Linked DNA regions of Triticum aestivum: region 2 is linked to region 1. A link is a contact called in public Hi-C data. All regions are on one chromosome and are shown on one strand. Each heading gives the region's core, a stretch centred on a gene start, on an enhancer-like site or on the middle of the called end of the contact. The rest is flanking DNA. Distances are from core to core; before and after follow the strand shown.

Region 1 (2,871 bases), core at 105-2,604:
TGTCCATGCAAGTGCACTCATTCTAAAGATGGAACTTCAATAAGGTTTGTTGTACTGAGACTAACTCCAGGGTAGTGGATCATGAATCTTACTGTGTTCTGCTTTAGTGGGACAATTATATGACAGGTGTTTTTCTTGCTTTAGTCATTAGCATCAAGACTCGGTAGTTCACATATGAATAAACCCATCTATTTTATCATGTAGTAGGAAAAAAAGTGATGTCTCAACATGTAGGACAACGAGTAACTATTACTAGTAAACTACTTGGTGGTGCCCAATGTGAAACAATCAACCCTGTTTTCGGCGGTACTTTACACACATATATATGTAAATGACACACACGAACCTCATCTTGGGTCGGGTGTCCGGTACAGGGTGCATCATCAACTGGCAGAAGGATGCTTCCTTGGGCCACTTGAGCAGCAACTGCGGCGGCAACACGCGGTACCTCAGATTGGCCATTGCCCGCATCTTCTCCTCCAACGTTTCGAAGCTGCAAAACAACTGCGACGACAGGCGAAAAGCATTGGCAACGGAAATCGCACCGGAAAGCACTACTAAGAGAATATTCATGTCAAGCAGCGCACCTCGAACAAGAGCACCCCTAATCTATACACGTCGGAGGCGAAGGTAGCGCCGCCGCCGCTGTCGTCAGCCTCCTCGGGGCTAGTGTACCAATTGAGCTCCATCGCCAGCACGCTCTTGAGCGGGAACCCCTTCTCGCCGCGCTCCTCCCCCCCTCGGCCCGCGCCGTGACCCCGGCGCGGAGGCTCGGCGTCGTGGTCGGCGTCCTCGGAGGCGTCGGAGCCGGAGGCGTCGGAGCCCGAGGCCGACTCGATGAAGGCGACGCGGGAGAAGGGCGGGGACACGACGAAGCAGGACGGGCGCGCGCTGCCGACGGCCACGCCCTGCGCGTGCGCGTCGGCCACCGCCTCCGCCACCTGGCGAAACACGTGCAGGCACTCGGGCGCCTCCACGACCCGGCCCGGCCGGTCCAGCCACTCCCGCAGGCTCACCTCTCCTCCCTCCTCCTCCCCCCTCCGCGCCGCTCCGCCGGCCGCGGCAGCACCGCCACGGGACACCTCCATGCCCGACTGCCCGCAGCGCTCTACCCCATGGCCCGGATCACGTCCGGTTCGCTGCCGCCTCCGGGTGCACCCGCTGCTCCCCGGACCCCATCCGCGCAACAAATGGCCCCAGAGCGGCGAGGAGATAAGGATCTGAGGCAAGCCGCGGCAGCGAGCCGACCAGAGACGAGCGTGTGACTGTGCTTGAGGGCGGGGGCGAGAGGCGAGCAGCGAGCCACACAAACACGCTTTAAATGGAGCGAGGGTCCTCCTCTCCTCCTTTGCTGCTTTATTTCGCCCTCGCTCCGGTAGCCGACTCCCAGCCGCAGAAACCCATTGCCTTGCCCCTCGAACTGCACACCCCGCCCGCTGTTATTGACCTGTTTGGATACTCTGAGTCTCAGGTAGAGGTTAGAGTTAGAGATTCTAACCCTGAACTAATCATAAACTAACTCTAGCTAAAGAGGTGTTTGGATGGCGGGGTTAGATGGAGTATGGATACGGCGAGGTGTCTTCACGGACGGTGCGAGAGGGAGGGTGGGAGAGGACGAGAACCTTCGAGGAAGTAAGAAGGGATCTGCTGCGGGAAGAGCGAGAGAAAAATGTATTTTTTAGTGGTCCAAGAAAAACTAACCCAAATAAGCATCTTTTAGGTGGGTTAAATTTTTTGGATGGGTTAGATGCATCAAACCCAAATTAACCCTCCTGTTTGGATATTTTTGGTTAGTTGAGTCCAAATTAATCCAGACTAACTCTAACCCATGAAACCAAACAGGCCATCAGTTCGGCTTGAAGGCAGCCAAGCGACCAGCGCTCCCCGCGAACTGCCACCACAGTAGTCCTAGTGGTACAGTGCCCCTGCACTAGACACCAAACCTAACCAAAAAAGAGACAGACGAAACGGAGGCCGCCTCACGCCACCAAAAAGATAGGGATTAGGGATATACGTGCCTCCCTCCCGTTCCATGGGCGTGGTACCCTTTCCTTCCGCTCAACTGATTCGGTTCCAGGAATGATCTGATCTGCATCCACCACGGCGTAGCCTAGCCACAACCGAAACGGTAGTAGTAGAAAACTGCGGCCACCGCTGGCCCACGTCGTCCGCCGCCGATGACATCCGGGCCCCGCGCGAGATTAGCACAAAAGTAAATGCAGCTAACTACTCTATTGGGTGACCGGTCGCTGTCGGTGGGCCCACGTCATACATTCCGCCAGTCAGCGACCGCCTGCGCTTTACGGGGCCTACGTGGCGCGACGGCGGCCGCGCGTCCAGCGGGGGACTCGAGGCGCCTCATGCAGGGGCCACGCATCCTTTCGCAGGCTCGTCGGGCTCGTCCCGCGTCGCTGCCTCGCTCGCCTTTGCCATGCCGGGTACGGCCGCACTGACTCTGCGATTTTTTTTCCGGTACAGACACAAGCGCCATGTACACGCGCATACACTCGATTTTTTGTACACACGCACTCCCTATTCTTAATTTCTTATGAGCTCCTCTGAAAGACTGAGCCGGCATGTTATCTTGAAATTTTCAAAGTCACCCTAGTCACCTCGTCGTCGACGTAAACGTCTCCTTTCACTAAATACGCATTACCAAGAATCCTGAAATAATTTCAGAAATAAATGCGAGCATCATGATTTTTTTTTAAAGATAGTAGGAGAGCTGCTATTATTCATTAAGAGAAAGTGGTAAAAAAACCGATGCTCGGTTAATTGAGGAAAACCGAGCTAAAACCTTTACAAAGAGCACACTACACCTAGCAAAGCTAGGGCTCGAGCACAACAGGACATACAGGAACGCCTAAGGCC
Region 2 (3,015 bases), core at 362-2,861, 400 kb after region 1:
GCTACTGTTGAGGCTAAGAAATCATTTACGGATAAGACCAGTAAACCACTAAATAGGCACAACAAATAAAATAAAGTAATAAACTTATTTCTCATGCACCGAGAGCATAGAGGAACAAGGAATGTTTTGTGTACTGGATACTCTCACTGTATCAGTTCAGTCAGTAAAGCATGGTCAGTTCCCTAAAAAAAAGTAAAGCATGGTCAGGTCCAGACTACAGACCACACGCATCGTATGAAAGCTCAAAAGCTTGTGAAATGAAGAGAAATCACACATGGCCTGGACCCTGGGCATCATTTTAACTTACAAACTGCATCACCAGCAAATAAAACTGCCAGGTTAGCGGCAACCTTAAAATGGAATAAGGCAGTCTCACGTTTGGAGCCACTGTAAGATCAATTCCAGTTTTCAGGCTAGTGCATCTACCACTCTCCACAAGCCGCACAGACATCATAAATTCAGAATGCCGCAAGTACTTCAGACAGTATTTTCCCAACCCGAATTGCTGTACAACATTCTAGTTTCGCTTTTACTACCACGGAGAGAAGTACAGTAGCAGAAAAAGCGGACGAGATGGAGGCATAGAGCACGAACCGTCGAGCGCGAGGCTGTGGTACGCGCCGGCGGCGACAGCGGTGAACCTGGGCCGCTGCCTCCCCGCAGCAGGAGCAGCGACGGCGGGCACGACAGCGGTGGGCACGTGCACGTCCGCCTCGCGACCGGTGCCAAGGCGGCCGAACGTGCCCCGCCCCCATGAGTACAGCTCCCCGTTACCTGCAAGCCACGAACAAAAACCACCTCTCAGATCCCTAATTCCGGCCATGCCCGGAAGCATCCGCGTGACTGACTAAAGTGGCCAGGCGGGGGGCAATTTACTTACTGGTGAGTGCGAGCGTGTGGGCCTCGCCGGCGGCGACGGCGGACACCTTGGGCGGCATTTGCGGTGGAGTGGAGACGGCGGGTGAGGAGCGGGAGGTAGAGTACAAGTGGAAGAAGAATCACCCGCGAGAGCAATGTGGCGGTTGAAAAGGAAGCTCGTGGAGAGGAGGGGAAGACGATAAAGGAGTCGACTCACTCGAGTGAATGAATCGAAACGGCAGAGTGAGTTGCGTGCGTGCGAGCGTGTCGTCTTCGCTTTTTCTCCGGAGCTTATCCTCTGATACTGCGTCACTGCACATACAGATATGGCTGCTGCTACCATGATGATAAGCGTCATTAAGTGGTTGGAATTTAGGAACAGGTAGGGGTATTTGCTGATTGGGAGTGCGATGTAGACAAGTGTCCACGTGTACTCACTACTGTCAATGTAGACAAGTGTCAGTGTAAACTTTCTTTTTTGGGGGCGCGTGGAATTGTCAATGTTTTTACTGAACTGAAGCGGCAACCAATGCAAACTCTGCATATATGATCAGAGCATCCTGGAGAAAAAACTCATGACACTACTCCAAAAACGCAAACTCGCAACACTGCAAATCAACATCCCAGGTGATGCCATCCATTGCACCGAGGGGGCTCCACTTTGCACAAGCAGCGAACTCACATGACTTCAGGACACTTTACAGGTTCAGGTTCGGCGCATCGTCCTAAAGGCGCAGCACCCTGGAAAGTTTTGAACTCCCTGCGAAGGAGTGTACTAGTTTGCCACCATCTAGTACTATCTCATATTCTCACAGATTTGACAGCCAGATCACATCGATTACGGCGGATGCCGCAAGGAAGGCGCAGCTGAGAAAGGCGCACGCGATGGAGGCTGCTGATAGGTCGCAGAAACGTGGCAAGGGCTTGCAGAAGTTGGGAAGCGCCGTGTGCCGGATGCCGGTGCGGTTCAAATTTGCGACGGCCGCCGCCGCTGACCCCGCGCTCAGCATCGCGTACGCAAAGACCTGCCATGATGCACCAGCCGTATCATTCTTCAATTCCGTTGAAATGTCAGACACTAGCAGAGTTCGAAAAGTTCAGATGTTATTTGTCAAAGCTAACAGAGGGTCATGATCTACTGAAGGCGCAACTGCCCAGATTTAGTCTCACGCTGCCTGGGAAACAAAGTTTGGAAGCAAACAAAAGCTTAAGGGCAAACATCGTAAAGAAAGCTTGCATTGGTAGGGGCACTGGAGTGATTCGGTGACTATTTTTATGTGGTAAACTTTCAGATTTCCTCAATCACTTCAATGTGACTTGTCAAATGGCATAGTGAATGCATCAGTGCTCAAAAGAAACAGATAAATGCGTCTTTTAAGCAGCATTAATTTTGATTGGGAGGAGTGCGAAAATAATCATATGCATGGTGCTACTAAGGATTCGGTAATGAATTAGTTGGTAGTTTGCTTGCTAAGATTTAATCTATGACTATTATAAATCATTCTTCATCTTATAGATAGCATGAGAAAACAATGCCGGATAAAAAAATATCAATGCCAAAAAAAACAAGATGTGCATTTACCATGTATCAACTCCTGCGAGGGCCAGTCAAGAAACGCCATACCAACTATGTAACAGAAAATTCAGAAAAAAAAATTCTGTACAAACATTAGTTTGCTCAAATATGATTTGCCTTTGCTCTTCACCTAGTTGGCTGCCACTCTGGAGTTTAACTCACAATATTTTGACGAAAAAGCAAACACCCCTTATGGACTTTTATTTTATATTTAGCACAACTGAATCCCTATACCGCCGCGCATGTACATGATACTCAATTTTGCTCATGCGTATTTCTAATAAAAGTGCAGAATATACTTATCTAAAATATGTTTATAAAGTGATATCAGTGTATTTCTCGAATGCATAAGACTAGGTGACAAAATGCACACTCACATGCACAAAAAAGTGATATGTTTATAAAGTGATATCAGTGTACAGTGATAAAGGACAGAATGGGAATACTTTGCAACATTGCACACTCACATGCACAAAAAACAGAATAATTTCTCTGCAAGCTATAAAAAGGATTCATTTTCTGTAGTCTTTTATGGCTAGTGACAAACATTCCATCTAAATCAAGCAAGGAAACTTTTTTAC

The links. Hi-C and Micro-C count contacts between places; a contact is called where the count stands out from the background.
Region 2: a Hi-C map of leaf shows a contact between it and region 1, with 4 times the contacts expected there. The contact joins the promoter of LOC123079130 here to the promoter of LOC123079128 in region 1. A contact is called at or near these places in 3 of 5 Hi-C or Micro-C datasets (all in leaf).

What each region holds. Positions count from the first base shown.
Region 1 is chr3D:394,875,916-394,878,786 of IWGSC CS RefSeq v2.1, forward strand. It overlaps LOC123079128 (protein SPA1-RELATED 3), which reads right to left and starts at 1,355. Exons shown (of 7, transcript XR_006437864.1): 1 at 588-1,355; 2 at 347-504.
Region 2 is chr3D:395,274,943-395,277,957 of IWGSC CS RefSeq v2.1, forward strand. It overlaps LOC123079130 (ultraviolet-B receptor UVR8), which reads right to left and starts at 1,612. Exons shown (of 5, transcript XM_044501805.1): 1 at 881-1,612; 2 at 595-774. The coding sequence starts at 1,402. LOC123079131 (CASP-like protein 3A1) reads right to left here. Exons shown (of 6, transcript XM_044501807.1): 6 at 1,468-1,883. The coding sequence ends at 1,668.